Regions from separate parts of the Rattus norvegicus genome. Here region 2 is linked to region 1. The links are chromatin contacts, called in public Hi-C maps. All regions are on one chromosome and are shown on one strand. Each heading gives the region's core, a stretch centred on a gene start, on an enhancer-like site or on the middle of the called end of the contact. The rest is flanking DNA. Distances are from core to core; before and after follow the strand shown. Region 1 has its middle 860 kb from the start of Inhba. Region 2 holds the start of Inhba (inhibin subunit beta A).

The links. Hi-C and Micro-C count contacts between places; a contact is called where the count stands out from the background.
Region 2: a contact with region 1 is called in a Hi-C map of the Rat2 cell line, with 3 times the contacts expected there. The contact joins the promoter of Inhba here to the enhancer-like site in region 1.

The regions. Positions count from the first base shown.
Region 1 is chr17:52,937,804-52,942,654 of GRCr8, reverse strand. It overlaps the pseudogene LOC120097885. Among named protein-coding and RNA genes, the nearest start is that of Inhba, 860 kb to the left of the region's middle. Within about 2 kb of position 2,329, at least 4 of the 93 cell types and tissues checked have an H3K27ac peak or open chromatin away from gene starts, as enhancers often do.
Region 2 is chr17:53,801,780-53,806,630 of GRCr8, reverse strand. Inhba (inhibin subunit beta A) reads left to right here and starts at 2,123. Exons shown (of 3, transcript NM_017128.2): 1 at 2,123-2,179; 2 at 4,753-4,851.

The DNA of each region.
Region 1 (4,851 bases), core at 1,080-3,579:
GCAATGGGAAGGCAGATGGCATCAAAGGCTTTCACATTTAATGTCACTTTATCCCATGACTAACTGGAAACACGACCATGACCTTGTATAAACACATATGCTTCCAGATAAGGCTGAATCTTCAACCCTGATGAGCCAGTAAGTTTCTAGACATTTGAAAGCATAGTAACAACTTCTTAGGCTCCTCTGGCATTTTCTGATATGACTCAGGAATCACAGCGAGAACACGACTGACAGACTCTATGTGGCACTGTACTCAAACAAAACAAAATCTTTGTTCATGCTATTGATATCAATAAACCGTAGTTATTAGGCAGAGCAAGGGGATAATCAAGTATAATTAGAATGGTCTGGAATGAATGTTTTTAAAAGATAGTTGACTTTTAGAACTGGGTTTGAAAGAAAGGACAGAGAAAACAGAAGCCAGGATGGAGGGGAAATAAGAAAGGGCATGGGTTAAAATGGTGTCTGTGGATGTGGAAAAGTTTACAGGCAAGGGTGGGTGGACCTGGGAGTCTGGCCATGACCTGATAATGGAGAAAAATCAACAAACCTATGCTGAAATCGGGCTCCCAGATGCCCTTCCTGCTGCCTATCTTGTACGTGTAATTGGCTTAGTTCTATAGAGTTGACAGTTAAAGCCAAGAAAAAGTCATCATCTGAGCAAAAATTCTGTCTTATGTTCTTTAAGTGTTTTATTTTCCATTCAATTCTTTGAAATATAATTTCCTTTGGCAGGGCAGTTTTTTTCCAATAGGAAACTAGTTGGTGTAGTTTTTTGGGGGACTCCCTTGAACCTTGTCAGAACAACTAGGTGGAATTACAGATGTTGATTAATGTTTTGCACATATATTGATATTGGTCCTCTTTTCCAGGTCCTCAGCTTTCTCTTAGTCATACTCTTTTTAGAGAAGACCCCATCATTTTCAGATTTGTAGATTTTTGGGACAATGGCTGACATGCCTGTGGATGTGTTGGTCCATGGGTGACTGTAGCTGTGATCTGATCAGTGACCCTTAACCTGAGACATTTTCATAATCATCCTTTCAGACTCGATATATGCAAGATTTTCTCCAAAACCTACACAGAGTCCATCAAAGAGGTGGGCAGCACTGAGAAATGTGCAGTATATATCACTTTGTTAGCTTTGGAAACATTTTACTTCCTTATATTCCTGGAATGCTAAATATTCATAAAAAGTACTGCTAACTTCTTATTTATAGTGTCTTTGTACATCCATATTCTGATCCTGAATGAAAGAAACAGAAAAGAAGAAATCAAAATAATGGTCTTAGAATGGATCTCATCAAAGGAGTACCTTAGCCTGCAGAATGTTCTGAAGCTAAGAGAGATTTTTTTCCCCATCCAGTGACACTTGGGCAAGTTAAAGATCTCTGTTTAGACTAACCTTAATAAATATATGATTTACATCCTTATGTATCAGTAAATATAGTGAACAGTGGGAGGATAATCAAGCCTTGAGTAAACGTGTCAAGAGCAGATGAACTGCTGAGTGAACGTATGTTGCTGATAAGAACACAGTCATAGCAAATACCTGAAGTTTCCCACATACAAACCCAGTGGGCTCAGACAGATAGCTAAACTTTCCTCTGGTCTGAGTGCAAAAAAAAATGAAAATGTGTGTAATTACAAGTGTTCATAAACAACTGACCTATGCATGAGAAAACTAGCTAACTGCAGCTTCCTGTTTCCTACATGTTTATAACACAAGATTTCTCAAATACATGGGCCTCGTACTGAGACTCTCCGAATCCTCCTGCCGTGCTGTACATAATGAACAGGCTGAAGTCTTAGGATGCTGTTCCACCAGAGCACACACAGCCATGTTAGCTCAATGTCTTCCACATATGTGTGTGTGTATCTGTCTTTTCTTCATTCCCTCACCACCTCTAATCAGGTTTCCAGAAACACAGGGCTTAACAATGATCAAAGCATAGCAACTCCATTAACTATAATGTTTTGTCTTCCACCTTAGAAACAGTGCATGAAATCAAAAACGAGAATTTCCACATTGTAAGCTTTTTCTGTGGTTTACACAAGACTGTAATAAATCTACCTCTCTACTACTACCTTAAACATATATATATATATATATATAAATCTATCACACACACACACACACACACACACACACACACACACACACACAGAGCAATCAACAAACAAATTCAAAAGTAGCCAGTCAGGGACTGAATCTCCCATGCCAGGTCTTGGCTTACTTTAAAACAGTATTCTGCATAGCCTATCAGCACTCATGACACGTTGGTGAGTAATTTCTTGCTGTGAGGGCTGTACTGTGCCTTCTGGAATGCTTATCAGTCTTACTGGCTTCCACTGACTAGATGCCAGTAGCAAACCCACTTCCTTTCTACTCACTGTCATGCTACTGCACTTAGGCAAATAAAAAAATTACTGCAGATGTCGTCAAATGTCCCATAAGGGAAAAATTTGCACCCTTCCCTCTAGAGAACCACTTGCCAAAAACATAAAATAAATGGGGAAGTTATGCTGAGAGAGCCTTCCAAGACCTTCTCAAAAACCATTGTGTTACATACACTCTACCATCAAGCTCTGCTATTACTACTGTCAATTTTATCCTGAGATCTACCAAAGGGGATAATACAGAGTGTCTTTTTCATGTCTTGCCAAATAGGCAGAGGAGATGGCTGAAGTATGAAGGTGGAGGTCTTCCATTAGTAAATGCCATTAAGGTTGCCTAACAGAAGCTGCTGGTTACACTGAACTCTTTCTAAGCTACAATTTTCTCAACGTAGCAAGCAACTAGTTCTGGTCACTTTGACCTGTTTCACCTCGGGTTGATAACTACCTATATATTAAGTATTCAATGTTCCCAACTGTTATAAGTAATTGAATAATAAGCAAATGAAATATAATATAATAATTCTGAGTCACAGCAGAATTCACTTGAACAAGCAGGAAATTAATACAGAAATACTGTGGGGAGCGGGTGTGGTGGCAGTCCCAAGATGGCGCCCTGGACTGCAGCTAAGTCTCATGACTAGCACCTGACTTCCTCACACACCTGAAACTAGCCACGTCCATTGTGAGAGCTGTGCAGGCGCACCACGACGCAAGATCAGGCCATGTGACGTGGACCTATGAACTGAGATTACTCAGTCTGGACTAAGGAGGCAGAGTTCAGGGAGGATATAAGGGAGTGTGCTCCAGGGCTGGGGGAGAGGGAAGAAAAGAAGAGAAAAGAAAAGAAAAGAAAAGAAAGAAAAGAAAAGAAAAGGGAGATTGCTGCTTGCATGCAGAAAGAAAGGTTCCTGAATAAACTGCTTGGAGAAGAACGCTGTGTCGTCGCTCTTTTCTGCGGGACAGAGACAGAAGTGACAAAATACAACACAGGTGTTCTAGGTCAGGACCATGGGCAGATATAAAGCTTGGGCACAGTATAATGAAAAATACAATGTTTGCAACTTCTGTAGTATGCTGGGAAATATGTTCTAATCCCTGGGACACATAAATGCTATTTTATACAGTGTGTAGATGTATTTTAGTTGGAATTGTACTTAGTTGGAGATAAAGAGAGTCTTCTGAACATAAGTGGGCCTGAAATGGTATTACAGAGTCCTTTTGGGAAGCAAGGAGATGTGAAAGCTCATAAAAGATTCTTAAGTAGAACACAGAGAAAGCAGAATCAGGGAACTACTTTATGCTAGAGAGAGAGAGAGAGCAATGAGTCAGAGGATGGATAAAAGTGCATTGGACAAGCTGGAAAGTGTGTGTCAGGGCTCCACCTTGAAGCCTGCACAGGGGACATAGCACTGTTGATTTCAGCTAACTGCTACTTATCTGGGCTTCTTGTCTCTCAAACAAAAAGGGAATGAAGCTCTACATTTTAAGGTTTTGGTTTGCTTTGGCTTGATTTTTTAAATATTTCCCATTTTAAATTATATTTTTGAAATTATAATAAAATTATAAATTTTTCCCTTCCCTTCCCTCCCTCCAAACCCTCCAAAATGCCTCCCCCTTGATTCTATTAAACTCATAGCTTCATTTTTCACCAGTTGTTACTGTATGCATATATGTATATTCATATATATTCATACATATTTATAAACTTGTGATAGTGTCTAACATAATACATTCTCAAAATATCTTCTGATAATATATTATTACTTACAAATCAGAAAGTTTACATGAAAGAAAGGTGGATCTTGGAAGATAAAGTCCTAAACAAATGATCAAAGTTAAGATCATTGGTAATAAAATATGCTGGAACATTACACACTTCTTGCTAGGAAATACTAAAAGACACGAAATCATCTCTCAAATTATGAACTACAAAAAGTAGGTAAGCTCTAATAGTGATAGCAGTGCTTATCAAATAATGAAGAACATTCAATGAAATAATTGCATAGTGTCCTTCAAAATGTCGAAGTTTATAAAACATTGAAAGATTGGGAAACTAACCCAGGTTCTAAACTGAAAAAAAGAATAGCCACAACTCTTCTCTCTTAGCCTCCTAAGTACTAGAATTATATCATACTTGGCTCAAATTTTTTATATTAATCTTATCTTGAACATCTAGTAACAGCAGCAGTTAAATTAGTGTCCTACTGCTTGACTGGGTGAGCATGCATGTTCAGAGGGGCTGATCTGAGGGAATCTCTTAAAATTCTACCACCAAAGTGAGGCAACTGGTAATATTTGAACAATGTTGATAACTTTATTAATAGTACATTAATTGAAACTTTGTGTTTATACTGCAGGATCCTAGTCTGACTGGGAATGAGTGCTTGGGGTGTGGTCTTCTCCAAGGAAGGCCTTCTCTAAGGATCTTAGTGGTGCACCTCTTTTAGG
Region 2 (4,851 bases), core at 874-3,373, 860 kb before region 1:
GGCCCTGAGTCCAGGCGTCCCGCGAGCCGGGCTGGAGCTGCGCATTCGGGAGTGATCCCTGGAAACTGCCAGCAGGTGCTGCTCAAGGTACGGTGGCAGGCTGAAAAGGGACAGGGCCTGGGTGCAGGGAGTCTCCGCGGGAGGGGCAGGAAATGAAAGAGAAACCAACCCAGCTCAGAGCTGCGCTGACCAGCGCACGCCCTGGGCCCTGGAATTCAGCTGGGAAATGCTGATCCTCAGCCCAGAATATTCCACAGAAGCTATTTTAACCTGCCTGCTTCCTCCACCACCCCCACCTGAATTTCCACAGAAAGAGAGAAGGCTTTCCCAACGTGGTTCCAGCTCTAAGGTTGGGGGGAAATCCAGCAACGTCATAGCTGCTACACTGGCTTAGCAAGCAGGTTGGCACTTCGTGGTGTCAAAGGCCAACAGGGTCTTAAGAGTGACCCTGTGTGAGGTGGCCCCTGCAGTCAGGGTCTGAAACATTCCCATGACACACATGCTTAAGAAACCACGGGGATGCTCAGAAATAACATTCTTTTGTGACCACTGAGTTTGGATCCTGAAATTATACATCCCACTTTAGAGATGGAAACACTGAGTCTTGAGTTTAAATGAGGAGAGACTCAGAGCTGGGGTCTGATCCAGGCACTTTTCTGTGCCACCCAGTCTACATTCTACATTCTGGTGCAAGCACGACTTTCCGTGAAGTTATGTGTGAGGCAAGAAGTGAGTGTAGACCCTCGGAGTTCTTATCAAACACTGGGAAGGGCCTCTCTCCCAAAGGTTTAAGTTCATTCCGGGGTCGAAGTGCAATTGATCATCACTGATTTTTTTTTCTGTCTTTGCCACTTATATTCCTGTCATCTTCCCCTGCAACTTTATTTTCTACTTCAGTTCTCTTACTTGTGGTTCTTAGACTACTCCTCTCCCCCCCCCCCTTCCATCCACTTTGTTCTCAATCACGAGAGACCCTCCAGACAGCTCCTGGTGTCATAGAGGAACCTTGCCCACTTCAAACCTTTTGCTGGTGGGCATAGTGAAAAGTTTATTTTATTCATGTTAAATCCGGCACACAAAACAACATATCTGGTCATATGGCTTTTATTAGCTCCCGATTTTGCACATTTTATCCGACTTGTCATGAGAACCTGGCCAGTGCTTCAGCTGTACTCTTTCCTGAGAACAAGAGCCCCTCTTTACTGTGCTTATCGGAGCATTCCTTCTCTCTATGTTATCTCACTGCCAGTGTGACCCAGGCCAAAGAAAATCCTAACCTAACTTTCCTTCTATTTTAAGGAGCGTTCACTTCTTTTCATTAAACTCGTATTTATAGTGTTTACAAATGATAGGGCTTGATGTTCAAGCTTTTAAAGAAAAGATGCATTTTGCGTGTGTGTGTGTGTGTGTGTGTGTGTGTGTGCTATTGTTGTTTTTGCTAGTTAGGATGGGACTCTAAAGACCTAGGCATAATACTTATGAAGTTCACTTGCAGAAGAAGAGCATTTTCCAAGTCTGAGGTGAGAAATGGTATATGAAGCCGGCATTCGATTTAAAGGTGTAATTAATAGTGTGAGTCAAAGCAGGGCGACCACGGACATACAGATTTTCCTCAAGAAAATAGTTTACTGTAGTCATAATTATAAAACTAGAATCCCTATGAAGAACACTATGACTTTTCTTTGCTGTGGCAAAAGTACGGTGCTTTGCAAATAGGAGTAGTTTTATGAAGTAACAGATGTTTTATGTGTAGACATAAAGCCAAGGCTGATTCTAGTAAGAAGTGGGTATGAATAGTAACCTGTCAGAGCTGGACACTCTTGGAGATGTGTGTACTCGGTTCTCTTATGTTTGTAAAGGGTGGACTATTCCTAGCCACAGGCTTCACTGGCTCAATGCATCACCCAGGTCGTGTCTCAGAAGCCAAGAGAGATTTCCATTAGATAGTGAATTATGAAATGTCTCACACTGGAAAAACGAGTCATCTGCTGATGTCATGCTGATTCTAACCAATCCTAAACAAAGCCCCAGCCCTCCTCTTTGAGAGGTACCAATGTGTGAGTGTACAACTAAGTACTACAGTATAAAACTTCACAGTGCCAATACCATGAAGAGGAACTCAGACAGCTCTGACCTCATGAGACAAGAGCCGGCTGGCAAAACAGAAGGGACCCGAAAGGTAATGCTTTTAAATTCTTGCTTTCGAGTTCTCTACACATTAAAAGTCAGTGTGGCTAAAAGGACTTTTACAACTTTTTGGCACCTCCATAGGCATTGTAATTTGTATCGTTTTTCTATTGTGCAAGCAGGTTAATACTGTTTTTTAATAGTCCTAGAGCATGCAAATAGATTATGTGTTTATACAACCCACTCAGCACACATATACAAGTACATATGCCAAAAAGAAAGCTATTTTTAAGAGTTCCATTTGCAAACAGTAAATCCAGGGAACACACACATATTCACATGCAGAGAGAATCCAAACATTGATAAGTTGCTGTTATCCAAATGCTACTATTAGGACTCTTGAGTTGTTTAGAGTCATTAAACTTTTAGCTCTATGTTAGTCTGTCTTGTAAAACTTAACTGTGCTACAAAATGCTTCGGGTTCTGTATCTGTAACTCCAAATAGGTGGGTGATGTTATTAGAACACAAAGATGTTCTCCTAAACCATTGTGATGCCAGTGTTCCTACTTCCCTCAGGTTTTTTTTTTAATGAGAGTTTTGTTTTAGGTAATATGGACAGTCTTACCAACAACAGCAGTGTCCTTGGTGTTTCTGGAGGTGGGAGTCCTCCTAGCCCTGCAGAGGTGTCAGAGGGCTTATAACCAAGAAAGTCTTGTGCATTGCTGCTTTGGGGAAAGATAGCATTTGTGTTGTTCAGGAAGCATTGTTACCTGTCAAAACTGGAAGTTTAACCTAGTGTCATGCTTATCTGAACTTCTTCTCCTTGTATGTAGATCTTATGCTTGTAGTTTTGACCCCTATTAACTCTGTCCTCATGACCTGCTTTGCTAGCCTAGAATACTCTGAACACAGCGGGTGTCAGGCAGAAGGGATTGAATGTATCTGCAGAAACCAGCGGGCTTATATGTAGGGAAGAAACTGAGAAAGAAGGACTGCTATAACAGATGGACACCTTAAAGATCTTCTGCACAAGACAGAACGAAAAGGTGGTGTGAAGAATTAAAAAGAAGCCTCAGAAAGGCATTGTTTTAAGTGCACATTTGTCTCGTTCTCTGAATACTGTAATCCTCAATGAACTCGGCTCTGCTGGTACTTTGAAGAGAAACAACACAGCCAGGCAGCCTGCCTTGAATGCTACACTATGGTCAAGGCTGGCGAGGGGAGGTGGGCAGCAGAACAACAAAAGTAGTGCATGCCAGAGAAAAAGAATTTCCTGGTATATTTTAGAGATTCTTGCCCTCTAGGCTAGTTACATTGTAAGAGTACATTGTTTTTCATGAAAGGATGTGAGAAAGACCAAATGAATTTTGTGCTTTATCAGTGAAGCCAGGACAATGGGCAGTGGGCTATAATTTCTGAGTATATGTGCATCCAGGGTAGAGAAAGGAGATGCAGGGGGCAGGGTGTGTGTGAGAGTACCTTCCCTGTGTATGTAAATTGCTGCTTGCCCAAGGGAGCTTCCAATGCCCTGTTGTGGTGCCCACTTGGCAAAAGCAGAGTGTATTATATGACCCCAGACAAAAGTTGTGTTGCGCTCCAGGTCCCATAAGATCGCCTGCTGGCATAAGGACCCTGGACATTTAAATATGAATGAATGGCAGAAAGGAATGGTTCTGGATTCTGTCAGGCAGAACAACCAGCTGTCTCAGGCAGCCCCTCTGCCTCAGCCCCAGCCCCCAACCAATCTGAGGACTTCCCTCAGACCCATATCAAGGTCAGGTGGGTGCTTACTCCAGGGAAGTACAAGACCATGGGAGATGACTTGGTGCCACTTTCCTATCTAGTTATCTCAGTGAATGGAAACAGTGCATTTAATTTCCTTGGACTCCCCCGCCCCCCAAAGAAGAAAGGTGAGGCAAGAAAAAGGTTTGAGCAGAGAAAGTTGAAAAGAAAAAAAAAGTACAAAATAAAGAAAGAAACCCCCAGACTAAAAGTGAACAGAATTAGGAGAATTTATTGTAGAAAGGACGGAAGAGTCCCCATCCCCCCCAGAGAATGGTAGGATTGGGAGAGAGGTGTGTGTGAGGGAGCAAGGAGCAGCGGGAGGCAGCCTGTCAGAAACGGGCTGTCCCTCCTCCCTAGTCACAGCTCATACTCACAGGCGCCCTGCCTCCTCCCTCTCCCATTCACTCACTCACATAGGACCAATCCGCCTCTCTCTCTCTCTCTCTCTCTCTCTCTCTCTCTCTCTCTCTCTCTCTCTCCCTTCCTCCCTCCCTCTCAGTCCCTCCCTCCCCTCCCCCTCCTTCTCTTTCTTTCTCTCTCCCTCCCCCTCCCTTGCTGTCCCTCTCTTTCTCCCCCTTTCCCTGTCTTCTTTCCCCCTCTCTCCCTTTTCCCTGTCTCTCCCTCCCATCCTCTCTCAGTCTCTGTCTCCCCCCACCCTGTCTCTTCCTTCCTCCCTCCCTCTCTCCCTCCCTCCCTCTCTCCCTCCCTCCTTCCTTCTCTTTTACTCGGAGACAGTCAGAACTCTCCTCCCTGACAGCCACAAACCTACAGCACTGACTGCATTCAGAGAGGGAACCTGCAAACAAAACTTCACAGAAAACTTTTTGCTCTTGTTCCAGAGAATTTGCTGAAGAGGAGAAGGAAAAAAAAAGTCCAAAAAACCTGTACGTGAGGGGTGGGGAGGAAAAGCAGGGCCTTTAAAGAAGGCAACCACACGA